2 separate regions of the Anser cygnoides genome follow, and region 1 is linked to region 2. Evidence: chromatin contacts called from public Hi-C data. All regions are on one chromosome and are shown on one strand. Each heading gives the region's core, a stretch centred on a gene start, on an enhancer-like site or on the middle of the called end of the contact. The rest is flanking DNA. Distances are from core to core; before and after follow the strand shown.

Region 1 (7,068 bases), core at 1,336-3,835, 160 kb after region 2:
AGATTGGGAACAGAACTCAGCAATGTGTGTGTGAGAACTTAGTGCTTACCTCGCTCTGCTTGGAGCTTCCGTTGTCTTTCTTGGTCCTGCTCAGACTGGATCACTTTCATATGCTGCAGTACCTTCAAGGCCCAAGAAAACAACCTGAGAGCTCTGCAGAAGGCTCATTGCGTAGCCAGTTCAAAACAGAACCGTTGGAGCGTAGCTGAGGACAGTCGGCTGGGTCTAACCAAGCCCTGAGTTTGCACACAGCTGCCTTAGCCCTGCAGGTACAGCTCTGAAGAGAGCTCAGACCTTCCTGCATGAACCTCTGCAGTTAAGAAGCAGGTCTGGGTGTCAGAAGAGCAAACGTGGCAAATGATGCTAGCTGATACAGAGGATCACAGAACGATTTTGGTTTCAGCAAACTGAATTCCTGCAAGGAACAGCACGACAAGGCAGTGGCACAGGCACAGATTTTTACCTCTTCTTGCTCCACAGCTCCCAGCAATAACTATTTACATGACCCTATAGTTTGCCAGAACTTCTCCAAAGATTTTTGTACACTGGAGTACAAGCCTACACACAGATTATTTTCTCTGAGTGTCCCTTTGCTTCCTTGGCGATGGAAGAGAGTCCTGCTCAGCCTGGTGTTTTCCCTCTCTAGGCACGGAAGCAGTGAAGTCAGTGCAGTGAACCAGCACCTCACTGGCTGAAGAAATTTCAGAGTGCTGCAGCAGCAGCTGCCCAGCTTGCTAAGCAAAAAGAGGAAAAGCCATGCACCGACAGAGCTAAGTGAGGAAAAAACAATAAAAGAGCAAGCAGGTTCCTTACCCTGACAGCAGCCTGTTTACACTGCTTCTCGTCCAGGCAGTCTCCGGCTACTTTAGCTAGAACGGGATCCAGGGGATTGTCCTTCAGATCCAGCCACTTCAGGTTCTGCAGGAAGGAACGACAAAGGGGAGGCTGTAAGAGCACACAGCAAGCAGCTGACCACAAACAGCACAACGGTCCTGTAATTATTTAAGAGATCCAAAGCAGAAGCAAAGAGCCGCTTCATAAGAACGAAACAGGTATGGAAGACAAGCAGTGAGCTCAGGCAGAGGTCTTTTCAATAGATGTGAGATAATTTCCACTGAGCTGTGGTGCAGAGACAGCTGAATTTTGGAATGGGTAGTCATCAGGATGGATGCTTTACCAGGGAAATCAACTTGAGAAGGATCACAAGACCCTGGCTTGCATCCCAAAGCTTTACGTAACTGCCCAGCAAACAGTTTTACCTTGAGCTGTGCAAAGCTGACTGGCAGGGTGACTAAACGGTTGTTCAGGAGGTCCAGATGCTGCAGATTGACCAGGCGGCCAAAGTCCAAAGGCAGCTGTTGAAGGCGATTTTTGCTCAGATCCAGTTTCACCAGGTGCATCAAACTACAGAAGTCGGACTAAAAGCCAGATACAAAAAGCAGAAAAATCTTGTCAGCATCTTAACGAAGGAACCTTAGCAGGGAATGCGCTGAGGTAGCCTGCACCTTACGTAAGGCACAAATCCTGAACTTAGCCCAGGACTGCAGCTGGAGGAAAATCTCTCGGAAGAGAGAGGTAGGTGCCAGTGGGACAGACAGGACAGACAAACCAAACGTGGTGGTGTGCAGCAGGACAACCGAAAACCGAATTTCCACTGGCAAGGAAACCGGTCTGTGTTCACGTTGGGATCCTTTGGCGGGAAGATGCTGCAACCGTTGTTCAGTTTGACCTCCCTCGTTAGGTGCTACGTGTCTCAGTAAGAGCTACCCACCCGTACCGACCCTTAATCGGCAGCAGTGCCATTCAGCCACCCCACAAGGAGTAAAGGGCCATTTCCGAGCCTCCCTGCTCTGCTGGAGCACTATTTATCTCTCCTAAATATTTCCTAGCAGACCCTCCTTATCTTCACAGAGGCCCCCTCCAGCATCTTACCGGCAAGGAGATGAGGTTGTTACAGGACAAATCCAATATCGTTGCCTTCGGGAGCGCAGCCTGAAAGAGAAACAAAGTGCTTGGGCCCCCAGGTAGATACAAACCGGGACTGCACGTGCTACTTTTCTTCCACCCAGCCCGCGGGTTCCTCCTCAGGGCTGTTCCTGACGGGGTCCGGACTCAGCATCCTGGCTTTAGAGCCGGAAGGCAGAATTCCCGTGCTCACAGCCACGCAGCCTCTCTGCCCGCCAGGACCTGCGAGCCCTCCTCTCGGCCACGTTATCAACCCGCAGGCCGGCTCGGACACCCCCGGCCGCGGTGCGCAGCTCTCCCCGAACCCCCGGGGGGGCACCGCCCGGCACCTCCCCGCCGCCAGCCGCTCACCAGCTCCCTGACGGGCACCTCGCTCAGATCGCACAGGCTCAGGTCCAGCTCGTTGCCGTCGAGCTTGTCCTTCAGGCTCCCCGCCTTGCCGCCGCCCCGCGCCATGGCCCCGCCGCGGGCGGCGCTGCGGGAGGCGCGGGGCCGCGGGGCGGCGCGGAGCGGCGGGGGCAGCGCGGTGCGGAGCGGTGCGGAGCGGGCCGACGCGGAGCCGCCGGGCCAGGCCGAGCCACGCCGCTCCCCGCTCCCCGCCACCCACTTCCGCGGCCACGTCCTCGCTCGGGCCGGCGGCACCGGGAGGGTCCCCAGCGCCCTCTGCCGGCCCGGAGCGCCGCGCTCGGCTCCCCCCCCGGGGCCGCACCGCTGCCCCCCGGCTGCTCGGAGGCTCGGCGGGGGGCTCCGAGGGCTCCTGCGTCCCCTCCTCGCCGGCACTCGGCCGCTGCTGCTTCGGAGCATCCTCGGCAGCAGATCGCGGGCAAGCTGAGCGGTCTGTGCCTTGTCTCACAGCACTGGGTGCCGTCGCTTCGTTCTCGTCGTGGTGTCCATAATCAAAGCGCCACACTTGGGGTTTTTTTTTTGTGTCTTTTTTTTTTTTGCACCAAGGTGTTCCTCTTTCCAAGGAGGAATTCTGCAGCTATTACTCCTCCTTCGATCCAAAAGCTCCAGCACTACACGAGCAAAGTGCTCTCTTGCCTTGCCTGACCCACTGGTGGGAAAGTCAAAAAAAGGAGCCTGGGACAGAGCCAAGTTGGTATTACCAGTAATGGGATTGCAGCGAGTACCAGCCTTGGCTTTGCTTGCCCCTATGCAAATCGCGGTGTTAATGCTCTTGCAAAGTTGTTTATAACTGCTCCAGCACTTCTGCCCCCCGGGTGCCTTGGTTAGGCTTTGGGTTGCCTCTAGGCCTCTTCCAGCACTGAGATCTGCTTACCTCAGCACAGATGGGACCGAGATCACAGGAGTCTCTGAGCAAAGGCATCACAAACAGCAAACACAGATTTGTCTCACAGAAAGTCTAATGAAATTTGCCTAAAGTTGACGTGCTCCCACCCAGGAGGTTCTGTAGGTTCACAAAGCAGGTTATCGCACCTCCCGGTGGCAAGCTGACATTACAGAGCCCTCGTGTGAGAAAAGCGAGGTCCGGTTACGCAAGCACCTCCCCTGTGCCTCAGCCTTTCTCAGCGAGTTTCAGAGGGCAAGGAAGGGCCAGATCTGTGCCAGGGACAGGGGGGAAAGTCGTGCATCGCCAGGTCTCCCGACATGGACACCAAGGGAGGTGACCCGAGTTACCCAGAGCTAGGGTGGGCTCCTGTGGGGTCTCGTGCAGCAGCACGGCCCCTGCTGCCCTCTGACGGGCACCCCGGCCATCCTGGCAGAGGCACGCGGAGTCCTCCACGTGGAGGCTCAGAGGGGGCCTGGGTGAAACCTTGTGCATGTGTAGAAAATGCCTTCATGTGTGCAGTGCTGCGGAGACTGGAACGCCTGGAGTGTGCGCCACCTACCCGTGGTTAACTTCAAGGCAGATTTTTGAATCTTCATTAGAGAGAAATGATAGATCACTCGGTGTGCGTGAAGTGTTACTTGTCAGGCTGCCATCTCAAAGTCTCAGGCCTTGACCATCCCAAACAAACATACCCAGACGTGAAGGTCACGTTAACTCCTGTATAATTCTTTGTTTAATACCTAACCGGGCTTCACTCTTTAGCCTAGTGATCCGAACGTGGAAAGAAAGGTCAGCCTGAAACTCAGCTTTCTTTCTGTTTGTTTTTAAGGTGAGGGAATTTCAGATCACAGGCTTTTTTTTCCCTCTCTGGTTATACAACACCGAGCACAACATTGATGCTCCTGCAGTACAGGTACGGATAATTGCACTGGGCTTTGCTGCAGCAGTGAAGATGACTTCTGGCCATGGATGTCATATGGCCTTACATCATCTCCAGAAACGCAGAAACGCACGACTGATTTCAGTGGGACTGACACATGCAAACAGAGTTACTTGTGTGTGTCTAACAAGCCTTCAGACCTGCACGAGGCAGACAAATCGTACTGAGGGAGGGACATATCTGCCTGTTCTGCGAGAGAAAGGGTGGAAGAACAGCAGCAAGGAGAAGGGAGCAGGTCGGGGGCTGGAGGAGATTCCCACTGCTTTGCCCAGTTCCTGTGCGTAGCCACAGCCAATTTTTCACGTTTCAAAGACAAAGATTTCCCTTCCTCCAAGCAAAGAAAACACTGTCACTGCTACCACCAAACAAGCACATCAGGGAAAATCCAAAGTCTGCTTCTAAAACCAACTATCCAGAAGGGGAGATGTGGTTGCAGTCAGCATTTCACTACAGGGCTGTGTTATGAGCTTATTTTATGGCTTTGATGCCTCAGACACACTGATTCTGGGGCCAGTACCGATTCCCTCGTTCACAAGCTCTCTTGCGCTCGGCACAGCACAGCATGCCGTGAAGACTCCGCGTGCTGAACTCGTGTCCACCCGGGCAGAGCGTGGGAGGAGAACCAGAAGCGGAGCTCCAAAACGAGTGCCGGCGATCACCCCACAGGTCAGTGGCCGAGCGAGAAACAGCCCCGCGCTGGTAGCGCTGCGTGGCTCCTGCCTGCATGGCAGTCAAGGCTTCAAACACATCCCCCAGCCCTTCCACCGAAACGAGTTAGGCGTTGCCACCGTGCCTGGCAGTGCCCAGAAAGGCTGCCGGTGATTTCCCCCGGGGGACAATGCGTGTGTGTCCCCCCCCCCAGTGTCAGCGCTGCTGCGTGGCCCCCCAGAGCCCGCCCGGCTCTGGAGAAGCTCCCCAGCTCCTCAGTGCCCTGGTTGTGCTGTGGTGGGGTACAGGCAGCCAGGGAGTGCCGAAACCTCCCGGTGAGGTGTAGCTGCGGTAATTCCCTAGTAGGTAAGGCTGGAAGTCAAGCCCCAAGGCTTACTTGGGGCTGCGGGAAGGGCGAGGGCTGGCGTGTGGCAGCTGGGTTAGCCAAAAAAAAAAAGGGGGGGGCAGCCTGGACGGGAGCAGAAAGGAGCGGGGCTGCGGGAGGGCAGGGGGGCGATGGGCAGGGGATGGGGGCGTCCCAGGACCCACGCCCCCCACCCTGGGCCCCGCAGCCTTCCCCCCGAGGGATCCCCCAGCCTTCCCCCGATCTGCTCCCCCTGCCGGCAGCCGGCAGCGCCGGGGGGGGGGGGGGCGGCGAGCCGGAGGGAACGATGGGGGTCCCCCCATCCCACCCCGCTGCTGCCTGCGGAACGCCCCCGGGGGGGTGCCGGGGATGGCCGACCCCCCCCCCCCCCTTTCTTCCCCTTTTCCTTTCCCCTTCCCCGGCCCAGCCCCTCTCGCAGCCCCCCGGGGCCAGGCCCGGCCGGGGCCGAGGCGGATCCCGGTGCGCGCCGCCCCCGCCCCCGCCGCCGCCCGGCCCGGCCCGGCCCGGCCCCCCCCGCCCCGCCGGCCCCGCCCGGCTCCCGGCTCCCGGCGCCCCCGGACGCATGGCCACCGCCGCCCGGCTCGCAGCGCTGCCCCGCCGGGCGCTGCTCCTCCTGAGCGGCCGGTACGGACGGGGGAGCGGGGGGGCAGCGGGACGGCGGGGGGGCTGGAGGGGACAGGGGGCTGGAAGGGACCTGAAGGGGCTGGAAGGGACCTGAGGGGGCTGGAAGGGACTTTAAGGGGTTATAAGGGGCAGTGATGCAAGGCGGGGTAGAGGGGACAGGGGATTTGGGGGTTTTCACAGTGCAGAGAGGTCAGGTTCAGCTCGGGGTTTCCTCTAAGTGCGTGTCACTGTCCTTTGGCTTCCCTATAACCTCCCCCCCCCAGTGCGGCAGGAGACAGGGGGCCTGACCTGGGGGGGCACCAGGGGCAGGGATGAGTGCGGCACAGCGTGCAGAGGGATGGGAGCGTGCGCCCAGGGCTGGGCTGTTGTGCAGCAGCGTCCACCGGGCTGCAGCAGCAGGAGATGCACCCAACGGCTTCTCCTCTTCCCCCAGCACCCTGACCTGAGGGCATGACATGAGGGCAGCGTCCCTGTCGGCACCGGGGCCGTGCAGAGGCTGCTGCGTGGGCAGGGTGGTGAGAGGCAACGTGGTGCCAGCCGCTCCTTGGCACTGAGGAGCTCTGGAGCCTGGCCAGTAACTGCTTTTGTTCATCGCTGCCTTCCCAAGAGCAAGCTCTTGGGAAAAAAAAACAGCAAAAGGGAAAGCAACTGGTTTGGAGAGGGGCTTCGAAATATTAGTAGAAATTCAGAAAGTAATCCTCCCTCGGAGGCATGGCTTTCAGCGAGTAACTCCGCAAGGGGCAGCTCTTGCTTTTCACGTGTGAGGTCCAGGTGTTTCCTTTCAGCTGGGCTCAGAGAGGGAGTGAGGCAGTGCCGGGGCCAGGACTGCTGCCTCCAAACTCCTTCTTAAGAAACGGGGTCAGAAGAGAAGCAAGACAAAGTTTGTTGCGGTTTGGGCTCCAGACTAGAATTTCAAGTGGTACTGAGGGGCGGGAGCCCAAAGCAGTGGGATGCAAAGCAAATTTAAAGGAGTAAACTCCTTCTAGTCACATAAACGTTTCTTAAATTCTGCTGTTAGCATTAGGCAGTACTTATCCTTTTGGCAGGAAGAGGGCAGAAGGGAAAGAGGCGCAGTGGAAAATGTATTCTGCTGTCTGATGGAATTGGAATCTGAGGACTCCGTTAAAGCTCTAGAGACTATCATTCCTCAAGCTAAAACAAACAAAAAATAAAAAGTAAACAAAACCCCGTTAACTCCGTAGTCAAAAGAGTTGT
Region 2 (7,019 bases), core at 1,318-3,817:
CCAGCCCTGTTTGGGGACGAGTGGGGTCTCGTGGTCAGGGAGCCAGGCTGGAAACCTGCAAACGTCAGCCCTGCTGCATGGGGTGACTGTGTCCCTGCCCCTGCAGATCAAACCTGTTGTGTCCCGGTACCTGAGGGAGAAGCAGCTGCCCTACAACGAGGACACCTACTGCGCCAGGCTGCGGCTCTTCCTGCGGCGGTACGAGGAGCTGATGGTCCACGCGCCCCCCATAACGGAGCTGGTGGGCATCCAGTGAGGCGGGGGGGCTGCCGGCGGGGGTCCCCTGAGCAGTCGTGTGGGGAATGCCTCTCCCTGAGGGCTTGCTTTTGGGTAGCTGCACCAGGAAAAGGGCTGAGCCATGCCAACGCCAGGGTCCTGAAGGGGGTCCTGAGGTCCCGAAGGGGGTCCTGGCCCCCCAGAGCCACTCACAACCAGGGTTTAGCTTCACCCGCTCTGTGTTCACGCCTGGGAGAGCAAAGCCAAGCCCCCTGCTGGCTGTGGGCCCCGGGCAGGGACGTGTCCCCTGGGCACCCTTCCTACACCTGGGGGCTGTGGGGAGATGCTGAGGATGTGGGGGGGGCTCTGCTGACCCCCGGAGGGGCTGTCACTGCTGCTGTGCTTTACCCGACCTGGGGGGCGAGCAGTGCCTCCAGGAACAAGAATTTGACAAATCAGCCTCAGCCTCTTGCTGTGGATCTTCTTTATTTTATTTTTTTTTTTTCTGGAGCAAATCCTGTGGGGGTCCTGCCTCACACAGGGGTGTCTGTATTGGGGGTGCTGGGGGGGACCCCAACGGCAGCCGCGGTTCCTGCCAGGCCTTTTTCAGGGCTCAGCAGGAGGATGACAGGCAGATTTCCAGCCTGCACGAGCCTGGGAGATGTTCCCATTCAGCCGGGGCTGGACTCATCCTGCTGGGCCGCTGCCAGGGGGGAGGATGCTGGCACTGCCTTTCCCCAGGCGGTTTTGTTATCTCGACCCTGCAAGCCCAATAACAAAGTTCATCCCAATGGGGGATGGGGGTGAGTGAAGCAGAGAAGGCAACTGGTCAAACTGGGACCAGCACAAGAGGTGGCACCAACCCTGGGTTTCACTAACCTGTCCCTGGATTCGCTTCTGTGGGGCACAGATAGGATTTCCCGGGGGATGCTGGCACCGTGGAGCAGCCCCTATGCTGGTGCTGGGGTCACCGTGTCCTCTCCTGTGCGGTTTTATTGATCCAGAACATTGTGAAACATCCAAAGGGCAAAAATCCCAGAGCATGCATTTTGTGATGTCTGCGGGAGGGAGGCTCTGGGGGTGGCAGGGCTCAGGGGGGCAGAGCCAGGCTCTGCTGCGTGTGCCAAAATAACTCAGGGTGAGTTCCTACAAGTGGTGCTTTTGGTCCAGATTGGGTCATTTTGGCATCAAGCGGACCTTCAGCTTTTTGCCCCCCCCCTGTTAGGGAGCAGGGTGGGCAGAAAATGCTCATTCTCCTCCCCTGATGCAAAGAGATGTGTACCAAAATGTTTTTAAGCATTTCTGGGATCACCAGCCCTGTGCACAGGGGGTTTGGGGGGATCTTGTTTAATGCAGTGTCATCTAGTGGCAAACACTGAGGGTCTTCAGCCAGCGGGAGGTGACTTGTTTGGGAAATACACCTTTAAATATGCCTTTATTTGCTGTCAGAGGTGGCAGCTTTGGCAGAGGTCAGTGAAACAAACTCATTGCTTCTGCCTAAAAGGGAGATTTCTGGGGACCTGTGCTCAGAACCCCCCGGATTTCTGCCTTGAGTGATTCCCCTTGCTACGGGTGACGTTATAATGCTGATATTGGGATTACACCACCAGCCCTGTCTCTCTGGGCAGTGCACTGGGGGCTGTGTTGCACTAATTCTGGGGCTTGGGAGTGCAAACACGGGCCTTAAAGCTGCTGGAAACGCCGCTCCTCGCCCCAAGCAGATGGCCAGGAACCGAGTCTGGAGCATGTGAGAGAAGACATGTGGGGGTTTTACCACACTTATTAAAAGCAGATTCGGGCTGTAAGCTCCCCTCAGTCCAAACTGGTTTTAGAGAAGCCCCGTCGGTGCCTGCCTGACCCCCGGCACCCGTTCTGCCTCTGCCCAGCCGCTGTGCCCCCGGAGCCCATCGCTGTGCCCTGTGTGAGATCTGACGTGCAGTAATGGGGGATGAAATGCAATAACAGGGACTTAAAAACAAATAAAACAGGGACAAAACAGGGCCCCTCACAGAGACCGGAGCTGGGAGCCTCCAGCACCGGCCCCTTCACCACCCCTGGGGGATGCTGCGGGTTGTTCCCGGCTTGCTGCAGCACGTGAGGATGGCTTAAGGACCATTCTCTGGGCTCGCTTTCCCCAGGAGCCCTTTACAATAAACCACTCTGTGCATTAATTAACCCAGCGCAATTAAAGCCCAGGCACTGATGGGCTCACCTCCCCTGGGTACCGTGGAGGACTCACCCATAGAGGGCGCTGGCTAGCGCGGCCCCGACGCGGCCCTTCCCTCCCTGCCTCTCTATGGTGCTGCCCGCTTCCTGCTCCGGGTGGCCGCGGGGGCGGGGTTATGCAAATAGAGGGGCCGTTCTGCCTCCTGATTGGGCGGCGGGGAGGAGGGGCGGTGGCGGCGGCCGGGATGGGGCCGGGCGGAGCGTGCTGGAGGGGCGGCGGGGCCGGTGAGGGGGGGGCACGGGGGGGGGACGGGGCGGGGGGGAGCGGCGGGGGTCGGGAGGGGCGATCCCGGTCCCGATCCCGATTCGAGTCCGCGATCCAGGTCCCGGTCCCCGATCGAGTTCCCGGTCCCTGATCCCGGTCCCGGTCCCTGATCCCGATCCCGGTCCCCGATCCCGGTCCCGGTTCCCGATCCCGGTCCCCGATCCCGGTCCCCGATCCCGGTCCCCAATCCCGATCCTGGTCTCGATCCCGGTCCCCGTCGCGATCCAGGTCCCGGTCCCCGATCCCGGTCCCGATTCTGGTCTCGATCCCGGTCCAGGTCCCCGATCCCGGTTCCCGATCCCCGTCCCAATCCCGGTCCCGGTCCCCAGTCCCCGATCCCGGTCCCGCTTCCCGATCCCGGTCCCAATCCCGATCCCGGTCTCGATCCTGGTCCCGGTCCCCGATCCAGGTCCCCGATCCCGGTCCTAATCCCGATCCAGGTCCCGATCCCCGCTCCCGGTCCCCGCTCCCGGTCCCGGTCCTGGTCCCCAATCCCAATCCTGATCCCAATCCCGGTCCCCGATCCCAGTCCCGGTGCTGAGCATCCCTGGGGTCTTACAGCAGGGCCCCGTCCCCCCCCTGCCCGCATTGGGTCCGGGGGTCCCGGTGCGGTGCTCGGTGCTGGGCGGCAGCCGCGGGGCCGGCCCCGGGCGGGAGGGAGCTCCGCCCGCTGGCACCGGGGGGGGGGACGGCCGGGGGGGGGCCGGGGGCGGCCGGGTATATCTGGGGGGAGCGCCCCGCGGCGTCCTGCCGCCCCCCGGGGAGGCCATGGCTGGGGTGGGGGGAGCTGCACGCCTCGGTGGGTGCTGGGGGGGGCCGAGGGGTGCTGGGGGGGGGCTCATGGGGGTGCTGGGGGGCTCGGGGGGGTTGGTGGGGGGTGACGGGGGGGCTCATGGGGGTGCTGGGGGGCTCGGGGGGGTTGGTGGGGGGTGACGGGGGGCTCATGGGGGTGCTGGGGGGCTCGGGGGGGTTGGTGGGGGGGTGATGAGGGGCTCGGGGGGTGTTGGTGGGGCTTAGGGGGGTGCTGAGGGGCTCGATGGGGTGCTGGGGGGGCTCAGAGGGGTGCTGGAGGGGGCTCAGCAGGGTGCTAGGGGGGCTCAGAAGGGTGCTGAAGGGCTCAATGGGGTGCTGAGGGGGCTCAGGAGGGTGCTGGGGGGCTCAGAGGGGCTGGTGGGGGATCTTCGGGGGTGCTGGGGGACTCGGGGGGAGCTGGTGGGGGGGTTTAGGGTGTCTCAGAGGGGCTAGCAGCTCACACAGGATCCCACCATCATGTCTCCTCGGTCCTTTGCCCCTCCAGGTGCCCGCCGGTGGCTGTCCTCGCGTGCCCCGGCCCCCCGGGTGTGCGTGGTGGGCAGCGGCCCCGCAGGGTTCTACACGGCTCAGCACCTCCTCAAGGTACCAGGGTGTGGGCTGGGGGCACAGGGTGCTGCTGGGCTGGGGCCTGCCCACTGAGCGAGGCCTCTCGGCACTTCCAGGGGTCTGGGGAATGGTTTGGGGGCTTCTGTCCCTGCTCCGGCCAGGTGTGGTGTCACTGGGGGGCTGCTTGGAACAGCGCTGGTCCTACACAGTCATCCTGACCCCTTCCACTGTAGGGCTGGGGTGATGTCCCTGGGTTATCTGGGCTGGAGCAGGGGGTGGAGAGGTTGCTGCGAGCTAAGACTGAGTGATTTTTCTGGAATCAAATAAACAGCAGCGACCCACTACCTGCTTCCCTGGCTCCTCCCCGTCCCCCTGGGGCACAAGGGTGCTTTGTGTCCCGGTGGCCGTGGCCGCAGGTGTTGGTGCTGTGGCTAGTCTCTGGTGGGAAACGAGACCGAAGCACCGACTGAATGAGGTCTGACCAGAGACAGCTTAACCCTGCCGTTAAACCGTGCCGCATTGTCTCTGCTCCGTGCTGGAAAATAGCCGTCGCTAAGCCTCAGGGACAAATTTCAGGGCTGCCTAATCTCTGGGAAGAGGCTGGCTCCAAATACAAGATAACAGAGCCCTTGCAACAAAACATCTGTCTGAAGCTCCGGCCCCACCCTGGGGTCACCCAGCACAGTGGCTCTCAGCCCAGTGGGTGACCAGCACCGAGGGTGCTGAGCTCAGTGTCAGCACAGGGGACCCCCCCAGGACCCTGTTTAGTCCCCCGGTCAGCGTGGCAGAGGGGCTGTGGGGTGGGTGACAGGACAGAGCCTCCACAAGAGGTAGGTGATGATGGCTGGGGTCATATCCTGCGCCGCGCCGTGTGGTCTGAGCTGGCAGGAGCAGGTACGGCACTGCCCTGTACGTGACGGGGCCTCGTGTGGTGCGATGTGTGTCCCTCCCGAGCTGCCGGGCTCACGGGGCCTTTCCGCCCCCATTTCCTTCATGGCGGTTTTGCTCCCCTGTAGCACCACGACCTGGCACAAGTGGACATCTATGAGAAGCTGCCCGTTCCCTTCGGGCTCGTGCGGTTTGGTGTGGCTCCAGACCACCCCGAAGTGAAGGTCAGTGCTGGTTTCCTTCCTTTGCTGCTACATTTGAAGATGATGATGATGGCGGGTGCAGACCAGGCAGTTGGTGTCCTTCACGGCTAGCTTTGGGCAGGATCCTTTGATGTTACCATCTCCTTGTCCTTGCTGAGGCCCAGCAAGGCCGTGCTGTCCTAGGGAACATCTGGCTTCAGGGCTCTGAACACCGGGTCAGAAACACAGTGGCCGTGTGGTGGGAAGTGCTGCTCCAGGACAGACTCCCTGTGCTGTTCAGACTGGCCAGAACAAGAACAAAGCTCTGATAATCTTCTTCCAGGATGCTTTATGCTCTCCTGCAGCTGCTGCAGCACCAGCACAGGCTGTTCCTCTCGTGCTCTGCCCTACCCTGGGAGTGCAGTGGTTTGTCTGTACTCGGCCTTACCCATCGAGGGAGACTGGGAACATGGATCCGCTGTTGGGGTGGTGGAGTTGGGCTGTAGGTGCACACCCGAGCAGGGAGAAGTTAAACCAAGGAGCTCTTTTAAATCAGCCCTTTCCCTTTGCCTTGCAGCGGGTGGGAGTTGTATGCAGAGCTGGCTGCTGTGTCTGGGCTGGGGTGGAGGTGGTTGCAGTGGGAGATGCAGACAGCAATATCTTGGGATGGTTTCCCCGTTTAATCCCTGGAGATCGTCTGGTGATAGACCAAAATGCCTGCCTCCCTTTGGTCTGAAGGACAAGGAGTATATATATATAGGTTTGGGGCAGCTTTCCCATTATGGTGTATGCATCTTGTTACCAGACTGGGTCAGGTTGTACCTGCAGGGAAATCAGGGGTCCTTCTGCTGAATAGCTGCAATCTCTCAGGAGAAAAGGCTTCAGGTGCTGTCCTGCCTTGTGCCCTTCTCTTGGTGCAGTGGGTTTCAGGAAGGCTTGAAATGAGAGGCTGGCAGAGGCGGTCCGGCAGACAGCACCCCGGATGGAGGGGGTTGTTTAGCTGGGCTCCCTTGTGAGCCTCACCTCGGGGATGGAGCTTTCTCCTCCAGCAGGCTTTACTCAGAGGGGCGAAGGTATTAAAATGCTCCCAGCATTTCATCTTGTAATTATTTTTTAATTTTAAGGCATTTTAATTTTTATTTTTTTAATTTTAAGGCATTTTTTTAATACCTTGCACCAGGTGGGTGCAAAACACGGGGTCTTCCTTTCCACCAGGGGTTGTGGAAACTGTGCCAAGTCTGTGTTTATCTCACGGTGAATTATCTGTGGCTGTTGATAGATAAGAGTCCCAGAATAACCGAGCCGGAGACGGGGAGAAACGTTTCAAGGCTGGGAGGGGGACGGGGACCTCCTGTCAGCGGCGGGCCTTGGCCCCGGCCGTGGCGTGAGCGCGGTGCTGCCTGTTTGGTCCCTGCAGAACGTCATCAACACGTTCACGCAGACGGCGCGCTCGGAGCGCTGCGCCTACTACGGGAACGTCGCCGTGGGCAGGGACGTGACGGTGGGGGAGCTGCGGCAGGCCTACCACGCCGTGGTGCTGGTGCGTGAGGGCGCCCGACGGTGGGGCTGGTTCCATACGCCGTGGGGTAGGGCTGTTTGGTTATTCCCCCTGTGATCTTGGGAAGGGGGTTTGCCGGGGCGAGGTGTTTCTGGGTGTCTTATTACCAAGGTATGCTCAGCCTTAGGACAGCTTCGTGGCCCTCAAGTGCTCTGAGAGTTGTCCAAAGCCTCGCACAGAGCATGTGCTGGAGCATGGCATCGAGTACAGGCCTCTCGGACAGCTCTTGAGGAACCCCTTCCCTGTGATGGCCAACATCTGCCATGCCTGGTTCAGCCTGGCACGGATCAGTCCCCATGTGTGGCCTCAGCTTGTAATGTCCTGT

The links. A called contact is a pair of places that touch in the nucleus more often than the background predicts.
Region 1: a Hi-C map of liver shows a contact between it and region 2, with 8 times the contacts expected there. The contact joins the promoter of LRRC59 here to the promoter of FDXR in region 2. A contact is called at or near these places in 2 of 7 Hi-C or Micro-C datasets (both in liver).

Annotation. Positions count from the first base shown.
Region 1 is chr19:6,310,886-6,317,953 of Taihu_goose_T2T_genome, forward strand. LRRC59 (leucine rich repeat containing 59) reads right to left here and starts at 2,586. Exons shown (of 7, transcript XM_048064170.2): 1 at 2,317-2,586; 2 at 1,933-1,992; 3 at 1,260-1,418; 4 at 814-918; 5 at 50-122. The coding sequence starts at 2,421. ACSF2 (acyl-CoA synthetase family member 2) reads left to right here and starts at 5,720. Exons shown (of 13, transcript XM_066980257.1): 1 at 5,720-5,853. The coding sequence starts at 5,792.
Region 2 is chr19:6,148,485-6,155,503 of Taihu_goose_T2T_genome, forward strand. It overlaps FDXR (ferredoxin reductase), which reads left to right and starts at 2,568. Exons shown (of 11, transcript XM_048064212.2): 1 at 2,568-2,667; 2 at 4,005-4,102; 3 at 5,083-5,178. The coding sequence starts at 2,628. LOC125182818 (a long non-coding RNA gene) reads right to left here and starts at 3,373. Exons shown (of 2, transcript XR_010825843.1): 1 at 3,267-3,373; 2 at 686-1,954. FADS6 (fatty acid desaturase 6) reads left to right here. Exons shown (of 6, transcript XM_066980077.1): 6 at 107-680. The coding sequence ends at 256.